Linked DNA regions of Mus musculus: region 2 is linked to region 1. A link is a contact called in public Hi-C data. All regions are on one chromosome and are shown on one strand. The core of a region is the stretch at or near the end of the contact, and the rest is flanking DNA. Distances in the headings are between cores, read along the strand shown. Region 1 has its middle 57 kb from the start of Gm42252. Region 2 has its middle 41 kb from the start of Gm50597.

Evidence for each region. A called contact is a pair of places that touch in the nucleus more often than the background predicts.
Region 2: a Hi-C map of liver shows a contact between it and region 1, with 1.8 times the contacts expected there. The contact joins two enhancer-like sites. A contact is called at or near these places in 2 of 39 promoter capture datasets (the C10 cell line and hippocampal neurons), 52 of 484 Hi-C or Micro-C datasets (the 3T3-L1 cell line, 3T3-L1-derived adipocytes, B cells and 35 more) and 7 of 115 datasets of contacts at active chromatin or transcription factors (bone marrow-derived dendritic cells, differentiating embryonic stem cells, embryonic basal ganglia and 4 more).

The regions. Positions count from the first base shown.
Region 1 is chr4:8,359,430-8,365,983 of GRCm38.p6, forward strand. No RefSeq gene overlaps it. Among named protein-coding and RNA genes, the nearest start is that of Gm42252, 57 kb to the right of the region's middle. Within about 2 kb of position 2,777, at least 10 of the 459 cell types and tissues checked have an H3K27ac peak or open chromatin away from gene starts, as enhancers often do. A contact at or near this core is called in liver, where this site is marked.
Region 2 is chr4:9,076,838-9,083,642 of GRCm38.p6, forward strand. No RefSeq gene overlaps it. Among named protein-coding and RNA genes, the nearest start is that of Gm50597, 41 kb to the right of the region's middle. Within about 2 kb of position 5,389, at least 72 of the 459 cell types and tissues checked have an H3K27ac peak or open chromatin away from gene starts, as enhancers often do. A contact at or near this core is called in liver, where this site is marked.

The DNA.
Region 1 (6,554 bases), core at 1,527-4,026:
TAACCAGTACCCCCACCCCCAAGAGCTGTGTCTCTAGTTGCATATGTAGCAGAGAATGGCCTAGTCGGCCATCATTGGGAGGAGAGGCCCTTGGGGGGAGGGTATAGAGGACTTTCGGGATAGCATTTGAAATGTAAATGAAGAAAATATCTAATAAAAATAAAAAATTTAAAAAAAGAAAAGGAAGGAAGAAAGGAAGGAAAAGAAAAGAAAAGAAAAGAAGGAAGGAAGGAAGGAAGGAAGGAAGGAAGGAAGGAAGGAAGGAAGAAAGAAAGAAAGAAAGAAAGAAAGAAAGAAAGAAAGAAAGAAAGAAAGAAAGCAAGCAAACTAGCTGAGCTGAACGAACTGTGAAGGACAAGCCAGTAACTAGCACTCTTCTGTAATTTCTGCTTCTGTTCCTTCCTCAAGTTCCAGCCCTGATTTCCCTCAGTGATGGACTGTGATATGGAAATGTAAGACAAATCAACCCTTTCTTCCATACATGCTTTTATTCATAAAGTCTTAGTTACAGTTCTAAATAGAACCCTTAGTTAATATAGAAATTGCTACCATATTGCTGTGACAGGAGTGACTGTGTTCTTTGGGAGAAGATTATAGTGGCATTGGAACTTTGAGCTGGAAAAAAAAAAAACATTGATTGTTGAGAGGTCAGTAGATTATTCTGTGGGAGTTTGGAATATAAGAGTGCTGAGAGATACCAATAAAGGCCTGGTTTATGAACTTTCAGGACTGTTATGCTGTTATTTTGGACTAAGAAGAATTAAGTGTGATCAACAAGAGACCGAGAAAGCAAGAAAGCAAGAAAGCAAGAAAGCAAGAAAGCAAGAAAGCAAGAAAGCAAGAAAGCAAGAAAGCAAGAAAGAGGGAGGGAGGGAGGGAGGGAGGGAGGGGAAAGAAAGAAGAATCATTAAGGCAAAATCTTCTGGAAACTTTTTCTTCATTTCTTCATGTTCAACCCATATACATGAGCCATAGCCCAGAGGGGATCAAGGCTACACCTGATGCATGTCACTGAACAAGGTAATATTTAAGAGTTTCCTAAGTAATATTGGTTTTGAAGGCCAGAATAGATCACAGAGAGCAGCTGATGCTTGGCACTGGGAGAAACTGGGAAAGGCCATTCTTAAAGCCTCAATGGCAGTTGAAGCCCAAGGATTGCAGAGGTCATGGAAAGAAGCTGAGATTTGGCACCATGTGGCAGAATTAGTGTCTCCAAGGAGAACCCAAGAGAAGCCAAGGTGAAGGTCAGCCCTGTTCAGTGGACATCAGCGTTTCGGAGATGCTACTACCATGAGATGACCACCAAAGACAGCAGTAGCTATGGAGTGGAGCTGGCCTGAGCCTATTAGATGAGCTAGGTGTGATGTAGATGGCAGAGCAGAGAGGTGGAAACATAAAATCCCTTTGGATTCCAGTTAGTTCCAGGTGGCTGACACTGCACACTGATTCTCCTCCCTCTCCTTCTCCCTCTCCCTCTCCCTCCCCCTCCCCCTCTCCTCCCTCCCCCTCTCCCTCTTCTCCCTCTAGGTTCCTGCCTTGAACTCCTACCTTGACTTCCTTCAGTAATGGACTATGATATGAAATGTAAGACAAATAAACGCTTTCTTCCACAGTTGCTTTTGTTCATGGTGTTTTAGCCCAGCAATAGAAGGCCTAACTAAGGCCTTAGTTGTTTGTTTGTTTGGGACTGAAACTTTGTAGAGCAGCACAGTGGTTAATTGAAATATGAAGGTATTGGCTACAGTACCTGACACATAGCCATCATTGTGTTCTTTGAGGGGGCCTGCTAGTTTATTCACTGTATTTACTAAGAGACAACTCTGCATTGCTCTCTAGATGGGTTGTGAACAGTGCTTTTATGTATCCCCCAATCCAGAGAAAGAGGCAGATATTGACCAAATCACCAAACATCCTATCAATTCATGAGAGCAGGATCTGAAAAGGTCTATGATGGTGATGGAAAAGTACAAAAATAGAGCAGGCAGGACAACACACAAGCAGGATGCTGACCCTTGCTGAGGAGTAGCCTTTGAACTGTGTTCTGCAACATGAGTCAGAGCTAGCTAGACAACAAAGGTCAGAGTTCAAACAGCAAACCCCAACCTCCAGAGGAGGCTGGGCAAAGGATGTCTGGGACTGCCTGACCACCACACTTAGATGCAAAGCTTTAGTGGTCTTGTCAGCACCTTGTGTGTTTCCTTTATCCTCCTGACCAAAAACATATATGTGAGTCTTCCCAACATTCTTCCAACTAGTACTGCTAAATCCAAGAAGGCAAAGTGAGGGAGAAGAAAAGGCAAACTTGTGTATACCTCTGTCTTGGATGTTTACAGGTGCGTCACCTCCAGATGGAAGAAGAGCTTAGTCTTTAGTTGTCTTTGCGGTTTCTCGGGGTAAGAAGTTGAGATGTCTGTTTGTATGGGTTTCTGAATGTATGTAATTCCAGCCTCACTGGTAATCTTCCACAGTGCAATAACACTCGGGGTTCCATTTATTGGCTTGTTTTTTCCATTAGTCACAGCTGGGTTTTTTTTCTGTTATTTTTTTCCAAGCAATTAATATATTTATTTATTTTGTCCTGGCAGTCTGGAGCAGCTGGACTTTGGGTACAAAGTCTTATATCAAGCTGAACTGATGTTTAGAAAACAAATTGAACTAGATTTACTTTCTTACAAATTCACTCTTGGTCAAATAAAACCATTTGGGGGAGGGAGGTATACACTTTTTTTAAAAAAGTTTTTGTGCCAACAACAATTAGCACAAGCCAGTTGCCCTTCACAGATGTTTGCTCAATTGCTGCCTTCTCTCAGAACATGGCCAGGAAGATGAAAAGGTCCATCTAGAGTTCGGCTAATTGAAAAAGGCTGCAGAGACGTGACCTCCAAAAACACATCCCAGAGTTCTGTCAGAAGACCAGGGAAGGTGAATTTTCCAATTCCTTTTGACCTTAGCTGGGAGGACTAAGCTCCTAAACAAGCCAGACTCCAGGATTCAGACACTCTAATGTGAACCACAAACCCTAAACCCACACTGAATCTAGCTGAGGACCAAAGAGCTAAATTGTATATTTATAGGCCTTTTTTAAAAATAAAGAACACTCGTCCTGTGTGGTGCTGCCAACAAGATCTTTTTCAGTTGTGCCGCTCTCTCTTTTACAACGCTGCCTAAGTAAGCCTGCCAGCCAGACCTCTGTAGTCCATTCCAAGATGATTCTGAGAACAGCAGCACAAAGCTTTAGGAAGTTGGAGTTGTAGGATTTGTAAAGAACCCTTCTTTGGCTGTCAGCAGGAATTCACAGAAATACTAATGGCCGTCTATGGGTGGCCACTGGGGGTTGGGGGAAGGAAGACACATTTTTTTAACACTTTTTTTCTAATGATGAAGACTAAATCCAGGGATACATATTCTACACATAAATGGGTATATAAAGTGATTCTGCTGATTGGCTCTGACATAACTTTAAAGTTTACTTCCTTAATTGGGTTAAACATCTCCACACTGGGAACTCTGGATCATAGGTTTTCTAATAACTTTATTATATAAATAGTACGAAAGTGAATAGCAACCCAGTTTTTGTCTTCAGTTTCATATGGTCTAATTTAGTTGACTTTAACTTGGTAAAATGTGACTATGTGTCAGTTTAGATTCAAGGTTAACATCAGTTAGTTGTGTGAGTCCTGTCCCGAGTCATTGCCTGCATAGCATCTGCACAGGACATAGCATCTGCACAGGAAACTGTAGATTGCCCAAGGTCACACAGAGAGCCATGTCTTCCAAAAGTCTTATTCCAAACAATTTCTCCCTGGAGCACCAAACTGATATTTATTAACAACAATCGACACCTATTGGGTGCCTCTTGGAAATCTAGTGTTGAACAGTCCTTTTAACAACACGTCCTAGCCGGGCGTGGTGGCACACGCCTTTAATCCCGGAACTCAGGAGGCAGAGGCAGGTGGATTTCTGAGTTCGAGGCCAGCCTGGTCTACAGAGTGAGTTCCAGGACAGCCAGGGCTACACAGAGAAACCCTGTCTCGAAAAAACAAACAAACAAAAAAAACAAAAAAAAAACAACACGTCCTTACGATACTCCTGCAAGGTGAATGTTGTTATCAGGATATACTGCCTCATTTATTTGTGGATCTCATCTCCATTTTTATATGGAGATTAGAAGTCTACAGTGTGTGGCCCTCTATCACTGAAGGGCTAAGTCTTCCAGCTAGGAGAAAAGAAAGCCATTGCTGAGTACAGACAGTCCACAGAAAGTCACTTTCAGCATATCCTATTGCATATGGACACCCACAAACTCACCCAGGAGAGTGTCCTCTCTGTGCAGACGATGGGAGGTTTGAGATTAGCATGAACTTCGGCCTAGCCTGAGAGCCTCAGGTCCCATTGCCATTTCCATAAGCATGTGCCATGTATAGCTCAAATCTCTCTCCACCTTTATCCATTCCTCCTGATGAATCAGCCCCACCTCTCACCTGGACTCTCATGGCCACCTCCTACTGGTCTCCCCTCAACCACCCCTAAGTTACTGTCATAGTAACCCTCAAAAGCTTCTAAATCTAAGGTGGATCATCTCACACTTCTCTTCCATGGCTCCATGAAGACTTTCTGAAGGCAGCATGTCTCTGCATCCTTCAGAAACCCATGGTCACCGAACACAGTTCCTGCAACAGCCTCTCCTGATTCCTCTCCAGCCTCACTTGTCTCTTAGGTGTCTCTGTATCTCCTAGGGAAATGCTCTCTCCGAACCTTAGCATTTGGCTCATACCTCTAGACTACCCAGACATGTCTAAGCCCCGACATCTAGGTTTCTTCCAATATCACCTTCACAGTAATGCATATCCTGGACCAATATGCAGACCACAAACCTCCATCTCTCTTTGCCTCACACGTAGATGCCATTGTCACCATAATTGGACTGACTTTTTCTCTCCAGAATATTATTATAATCTAACATGCAAATTATAATTCAACATGTGCATAAAACTATGTATTCCTGCAAAAAGATGTAAGAGCTTTAATATCTATTACCTATGAAAGGGTCTTTATTTGGAAAGAGTGTCTTTAATATGGTAAACATTTAAGATTAGGTCCTTTGAAGTAAATTTTGATCCAATATGACCAGAAGGACAGACACACACACACACACACACACACACACACACACACACAGAGTGTGTATGATTACCATATGATGATGAAGGCAAAACTCAAGGAGATACTTCTATGAGCAAAGGAACCCAAAAGCTACTAGCAAAATGCCAGAAGTTGGAGGAAGGCACAGAGTAAGGCCCCCCTACACTGCCTTTGTAATAAGCCAACCTGCCCAAGCCCTGACCTTGGACTTCCAGCCTCCAGAAGCATAGGACAATAAATTATGTTATCTACTCCACCTAGTTGTGGTACTTTATCACGGCAGTCTCAGCAAAACAAAAGCATATTCTATATCTATTGCTTCATCTGAGTTTTGTTTTTGTGTTTGTTTGGGGGGTTGGGGGACTCTAAGTTAACTCAATCTCCTGCCCTGAGAGTTCTGCTTAAGTAGAAATTCACTTATTTGTTGTTACTATTCTATCTCCAGCATTTAATATTTGCCGAACGAATCAATAACTGTGCCCTTTTCCTCCCATCTTTTCCTCAAGACAATGTCCTCTCAGGTTTCTTCAGTACTTGGATGCCTTCTTGCTAGCATCTTTTCCTCTGCCTGGGATGCCCACCTGCTCTTCTCTCTCTCTTAGCATCCTCTTGTAACTTAAGTCATCCCTCAGTCTCCTGTCCCCACCCTCATCTGTTTCATTATGTGACATGCTTTTGCTGCCTGTACATGGTGACTTCCTTGATCACTGAGCAGGATCTGTATCGCCAGATCCTGCCCAGTGTCCAGCACACCAGAGGGGCTTGATTAGTGTTTGCTAGATTGAATTAAATCTGTCTCCTGCAGAGTTTGCTCCTGTTGCCCTTCCCTGGGCTTCTACTCACAGCAGGGTAGAAGAGGATTAGAAGGGGCTTTGTGGAGCAGAACTCGGATTAGAGTTTTGGGCTGTGCCTCTCTGCAAATGCTTTGACTCTGTGCAATCTCAGGAGAGTTTCTTAAACTGAAACCAGCACATCAATGTTGTACTGTCCAAACCACCCTACTAAGGTCTACAAAACATTAGCCAGAATTCACACCTACTTCTTCATATAAATCCAAGTCACTAGCTTGCATTCCAGTGAATGACCCCATTTCTGCCCCAGTTCTTAACAGTGGGGGGCGGGGGGAGGACAAACTTTTTTTTCTAACCAGCTCTTACTAAAGATGTGCCTGAGCCAGCTCCAGAAGTGAAAGGTGTATTTGGAGCCAATGACTGTCACTCACCTTTTTGGAATAACCACATGGGTGTGGTCTGAGAAACACACACACACACACACACACACACACACACACACACGCGCGCGCACACACACACAAGAACCTCTAACTGAATTGAACCAAAATGCTAACCAGGCCTGTTAAAGGGTCATACTCTGTTGCTCCTCAGAAGATTTCCTACTTACCGGAGTCTGCT
Region 2 (6,805 bases), core at 4,139-6,638, 720 kb after region 1:
CATACCCTCCCACCCACTCCCCTACCCACCCACTCCCACTTTTTGGCCCTGGCATTCCCCTGTACTGGGGCATATAAAGTTTGCAAGTCCAATGGGCCTCTCTTTCCAGTGATGGCCGACTAGGCCATCTTTTGATACATATGCAGCTAGAGTCAAGAGCTCCGGGGTACTGGTTAGTTCCTAATGTTGTTCTACCTATAGGGTTGCAGACCCCTTTAGCTCCTTGGGTACTTTCTCTAGCTCCTCCATTGGGGGCCCTGTGTTCCATCCAATAGCTGACTGTGAGCATCCACTTCTGTGTTTGCTAGGCCCCAGCACAATACTCTCTTTAGAAAACAAAAATGCAAATGAAAAAGCAAACAAATAAGAGTAGATAATAAACAGGAAAAAAAATCACAGGAAACAGACACACACACAACCCATAAAAACACAAGATTATAATATATAAGCAAAGCATTATGTGAGGAAAATGTACAAAACCACCAGTGAGTTAACTTTTTGTTGGCAATCTACTGTCTACTGTGGCAATGGGGCCTACCCGTCAGCGTGGTTAACACATTCGGTGAGACTCCGTTGGAGAAAGTGGATTCTTCCCTTCCCAGTGGCTGTCAGTTGGAGATGGCTAGGGAAGAGAGATCTTGTCCACATTCCTGTCTCAGGGCTGGGACCCCGTCTGGCTTGACCTGTGCAGGCCCTGTGCATGCTGCCACAGTGTCTGTGAGTTCATGTGCGTGTGCATAAATCCTGTCATGAATAGAAGACACTGTTTCCTTGGTGTCATCCATCCTTTGACAATCTCTTAACTTCCTCTGCTTTTCTTCTTTTGTAATTTTATCTATTCCTAAGACTTCAACTCTCGTCTGGATGGGCTGAACTCCAGACCCATGCTCCTAGCACAAAATACAAGAAGTAAAATCTTTCTCTGATAGTTTTAAAGCCCCTCTACTAGCTCTCTTGGTTTATAATGTTTAACATTATACTTATATTTACATTGGAGAGCTATATTTCAATTTGTTCATGTAATCTATTCTAATGGCCTGTTCTGGTCGAATTTGTGGCATAGTAAATGATGTTATTACAAACGCACTCCCAAAACAATCGAACTTGATTTAGTTGGGTTGTCTAATTTACTTAAGAGGAGAGGTAAGCCAGAGAGATACATTTATCTCTGTGACAAATTATACTAATGAAACCCCAATTTAGAGTATTAAGGTTAAGAACACAGATCTAAGCACAGTTAACAGCCACATTCACTGCCTTCCACTTAGAGTACCAAAAGGGTTTGTTGAGAGCACTCGTGCAGCGAATGAAATCGCACTCTTAGCTCCTACCTTCAGAAACGTAAAATAACACAGCACACCGTAAGCATATGCTTGCCAGCGAGCAGACCATTTTCCAACAGCTCTTACCTGCAGCTCCCACTGTCCAGGCTAGGGAAATGGAGCTCAGGGATGGATTCATACATTGCAACTGAAGTGCTCAGGCCTCCTTGTGCAGTATCGGGCTGTCATTACACACCAGGACTCTGTCGCTTTAGTACCTCCCCTTAGTAGAGTACCTTGGTCTGATTGGAATACTTTGTGTGCTTATGATAAGGATTGAAAGTAGTTATTTGTTATTAAATCTCATCTTAGAAATCTTTTATTTTGTCCCTTGTAAGTTACAGAATATCTATGTATAACTATATTTCACTCACATTATATTTCTTCTGCCTTAAAATTTCTTCAGGAAAAGATCTTGACTATCTGTATTGCTCTGTGTCTATGGAAATTAATGTACTCTATAGAGTAAACTATGACAAGATTTAGGGCCAAATCTGCTGTGCACTGTCATTTTTCCTCTCATTGACTTTTTTCTTGGTAGCTCCCAAGACTCCATTTGAAACACACTTAATGCAATGACATGTTTGTAAGGAAACCAACAACTAATGACTGAGATTTCTATCCAAAAGTAAGACATGATGTTTCATCCATTAAGTACTAGACATAGCTTGAGTGTTTCCAGACAGGTACAACTATTTTGTATAGAGTCTGCCTTGCACATTCCAATTGTCTACTATGGAGCTTGGCATAAAAATTATAATTAAAAAGAATAGTCAGCTCATGTCCCTTTTTCTGTTACCGTATGAGTCCTGGAAGGCAGAAACCCCATAGCATGCCTTTATTCCTGTCTGCTCTTACTTTGATCTTGGTTTAAGCCTGGACTTTCCTGCCCCTTGGCATCATGATATGACCAAGTCATGTATCTTGTTCTGCCCTGACTCTTTTATCTTGAAAATGGTGTTAGTAGTTGTATTGGCTAGTTTTGTGTCAACTTGACACAGCTGCAGTTATCACGGAGAAAGGAGCTTCAGTTGAGGAAGTGCCTCCACGAGGTCCAACTGTAAGGCATTTTCTCAATTAGTGATCAAGGGGGAAAGGCCCCTTGTGGGTGGGACCATCTCTGGGCTGGTAGTCTTGGGTTCTATAAGAGAGCAGGCTGAGCAAACCAGGGAAAGCAAGCCAGTAAAGAACATCCCTCCATGGCCTCTGCATCAGCTCCTGCTTCCTGACCTGCTTGAGTTCCAGTCCTGACTTCCTTGGTGATGAACAGCAATGTGGAAAGTGTAAGCTGAATAAACCCTTTCCTGCCCAACTTGCTTCTTGGTCATGATGTTTGTGCAGGACTAGAAACCCTGACTAAGACAGTGGTGGTAGTGTGTTTGGGAAGGATATTAGACTAGACTAGCTATCTTCCAGGTTATTTGTGCAAATATAGTGTGTATAAAGTGTCTGCCACATTACCCAACGTTGAATGTATAGGTACCATGGAGTCCAGAAAGAAAAAAAAATGATGTCCAGGTTGGCTGTTCACCAAGGACACCCAGAGAGACTGTATGGTCTTAGAGAGTCTGAGTGGTAGCACATATTTGAAATAGAAAGCACCACCCTACCCCCAGATGGTCTCTGCCTCCTCCACCTACTGAGGTGACATCTGCACTTCCTATGTAATCTTTACTCACACCTCTTACAAAGACAGCATGTCGTCATCCTGACCCCAGCAGCCAGCCGAGCTGGGCTTTCCAGAAGTCTTCAAGCTGGAGGAGTGGGAGGCACCATGGCCTGCTCAAGGGGAACAGAGTGAATTGATGCCAGACGGTGGCAGGTGGCTATTTTCACTTAGCAGTTAGTGGCTAATGAAAGAGGTGTGTGGGTATCTTTCTCCCCAGAGGCCATTCATTTCTCTCCAGCTGAAAGAGCAATGGACTGATCTGAGGCAGGACCAAAAGTTCAAAGGAATTATGACAGATTGGCCCAGCACCCCTGAGTTTATCTGAATAATGACGCATAAGCACCATCCAGTGTTGACAAAGCTCTGCAGGCTGTGAAGGCTTAAGGGGAGCCTTGGAGCTAAGCACAGAGGGCAATGATGTTGCTTAAATGTGCACAGGTCTGGATTAAAGTGGAGTAGTTCTTAGGCTGCTCATGTCTTCTTAATCTTCAGCTAGGATTGAGACTAGCCTCCATGACACAGGGGATCCATGACACAGATAAAGGAAGTGTCTGACTGTACGTCCGAACTCATGATCGGCTGGTAAACAGGAGTGATGAGCCTCTCGACTGCAGTGCAGGCTTCCCTCTGGCTGCTCTCCTCACCCCTACCTTTGCATCACTATTAATTCAGGCTCATTTTACCTTTTCCTCTTCCACTCCCTTCTTTGTCTCCTACCCCTTCCAACTCCTGCCCAACTAAATCAAAACACTAACAGGACTTTTATCTTCCAAACGTTCAGTGCTGTGGCACGTAGTAGCGAGCAGGGGACACTCACCCTTCCTCCTAAGTTGAGATCTAAAGCAGAAAATCACCATTGCTACTGATGTCCATGCATAAACTCACTTTTGGTGATTCAAGGGAAGCAACCCGATAGGACCTCAACGTTATCATCTCGTCACGTCACGAGACTCAGAACTGCAAGTTTCTTTCTCTCTTTCACTTATTCTCTTTGTCTGAGCCATTTTCTAACCTTTGGGCTGTTTTTATATTTATTTTTCACTACTCTGGGAGAATGATTCATGCTGGGTGGGAACTCCTTGTTCTGCCTTTGCCTTTCCTTGTGAAGTCAGATACCCACAAGAAAGGGCCAAGACCACAACATGTGTTAGCCGATGCCCAGTGTCTTGCAATCTCTCTCTCCGGCTGTGCCTCCATTTCCTGGCCATCTAACATATCAGCGTGTGCTTTTCTGCCACGCTGTCAGGATCAAAAGTCAGCAGAGATGATTCAGGCTCCTTGTCTATTACGAAATAATTGTCTTATCTGCATGATAATACACACATATATTTCAGCTAAATTATCTACATTCTAAGGACTCATTCATGCTCTGGAGAAGGTGATGGATACGCCAGATGCTTACACGTGGTGAGATGGCGAAGAGAGGTGGAGCGGGGCACCTTGCCAACTGTTTGGGTGGCTATTTGTCAGGAGAACGAGTCACGCCTGCAGCCCCGGCTGTCCCATTCCTGATACTGCTTTTAATACGTTTCATTGGAAAGAGGCCAAGGGCCCTACACCAAAACTTCAGTCCGTTTCTCCCCCTATTGACAGTGGTCTATTCCTACCCTGCCTTTCTCTCTCTACAGGCGACCTGTGTCTCCCTAGGTGTGATAATATGCTTTGTTTCAAAGCTAGGACACTACGCTATTTTATATTCTTCATCTTATTCTTGAAGTGTTCACCCAAAATGTATTATGGAGTCTGGGGAAGCCTTCACCTACAGACAAGGTGATCTACTTTGCTTGCAATCTGTATCAATAAACTACTCCTGAGTTCTCATCAGCTCAATGCTTGGCTGGAGGCTTTACCCATGCATCATGTTCGAGGAGAGAGGACATGCTCTGTTGTTGACTGGACCACAGAACTCAGGGTTAGTGTGAGCAGAGCCAAGGCCACACTGGAGCCATCTGCTAGGACCTGAGGGAGGGAGTTCAGTGGGCCGGCTGCTCTGCAAGCCTGTAATGTGAGAACTCTTCCGTTGCCATGCAGTGGGCAGGATGGCGCCCTAACTCCTTGGGCAGCTTTTGTGTTCTTATGATGGACTGAGCTGACCTTACCTCTCCCGCTGTCCTATTGTCTTAAGAAGGTGGCTGGGGAAGCCTCAGGGAGGGCTGATCTAAAGTAAGCAGAAACCCGGGGCGGCTTCTCCAAGACAGTCTCCAAGGCGATCTCCAGGGCTGGCTGGCTGGTGGATCTGGCGGTAGCAACCAGGGGCACGTGAAGACTTAGATGAAAGGCAGCTGTGTTGTGCCGGCAGTGGGAATTGGGAGCTGTATTTGTTCTGCATTCTGCAGTGTGCTGGGCTAAGCTGTCTCTATGACCTTGACAGTTAGGGCAGAACTAACTGTCTGGCTCTGTGACATGGGAAGGGCTTAGTCGGTACCTCTATTTGCTAAATTGGGGCCAATGTGGTTGAGGACACTTGGTTATTTCGAGTGTTTGTTTATCTGCCAAGTTTGGTGATCAATGCAGGGCAGGAGGCCAGGTGTGGTCACATGTCAGCACTGTGATCAGGAAGTGTGGAAATTTCTAGTTTCCACTTTCATCTATTTTTACGACCATCTTTATTGGGTTTTCTAAGAGTCTGGAACATGCAAACTGTGTGAATCAGAGGGAAACTTTATAACGTTTAATTCATCATCCTGAAACTGGGCAAATTTTTTCTCTAATCACACATGGAGCAAGTGTGGAGGGCACTTTGAACCCAGTGATTCCCTCCCTTGCCTTGGGTGCTAAGGAAATAGTGCGAATGAACAGTGTCTAGTCTGGAGGCCCTTTCTGTGTGTTTTTGAGCTTTCCCTGTTCTCAACTTGGTGTGTTGTTCCCGAGTATTTTTTAAAGAGTTCAAAGCATTTGGGGATTGCATAAATGCATTTTAAAATAAAATGCCAATTGAGAAGCAAAATCTCACCTTAGGGTATAAAGTGAGGAGGTGGCGCTCTAAGGTATGGTTGCGGGGAAAGTTTGTTTATTGAAGATGTGAGAGAGAGCACAGCCAGAGGCACTGGAAGAGAGTCCAGAGCAAGGAGAGAAAGCGGGGTCCAAACACGCCCAGTAGGCTGAAACAGGGCATTAGAGGAGAGAGGGGGGCGGGGAGAGAGGAGGGCCAAGGGAGTGGATGGGTGAAATGGCTGGGCGCTATAAGAACCAGAGGCTGGGGGAAGGGAAGTTGGAGAAATTTAGGGTAGGGGGCGGGGTCAGAGAGCTGAGAAGAGTCACCACCAGTACTCAGTGAACCTGGAGGCCAGCGTGCACTTTGGTATGATGATAGTCACCGCACTGGTGTATGATGTCGCTATGTTAACACGAAGTCTGAAAAATCAGCTTAGTAACAGGATTAGATTCACTTTGAGAATCTTCCGGCCGGCGCTCGTGAAGAGGAAGATAAGGAGAAAGATGTGTCTAAGACTGAAAGCCGTGCCACACTCCAACTTAGTATTTCTCTGAAATAAGCTCTTGGGGAAAAACTCAAACCATCTGGGTTAGATTATCGAATGTAAGCATAGGATGGAAAGTGGTCTTTGGGACAGTGGAATGAATGCTTCTGGAATTTATAATCTCACTGTCCCCATGTCTTTACCGATGAAATAAAAGAACCCCCCTCTGCTTTGACTATTTATGTTTTCCTCAGTTGGGGAAGGGCACTCAGATGAGGTTGGAGGGACATGTGAGAGGTGGCATGAAACGAACTCCATGTGATTTTTTTTTCCTTTTATTTTCATATCTCAGTTCCCTGGCCGTTCCCTTCAGTTCTCGAGGTGTTGACAGCTGG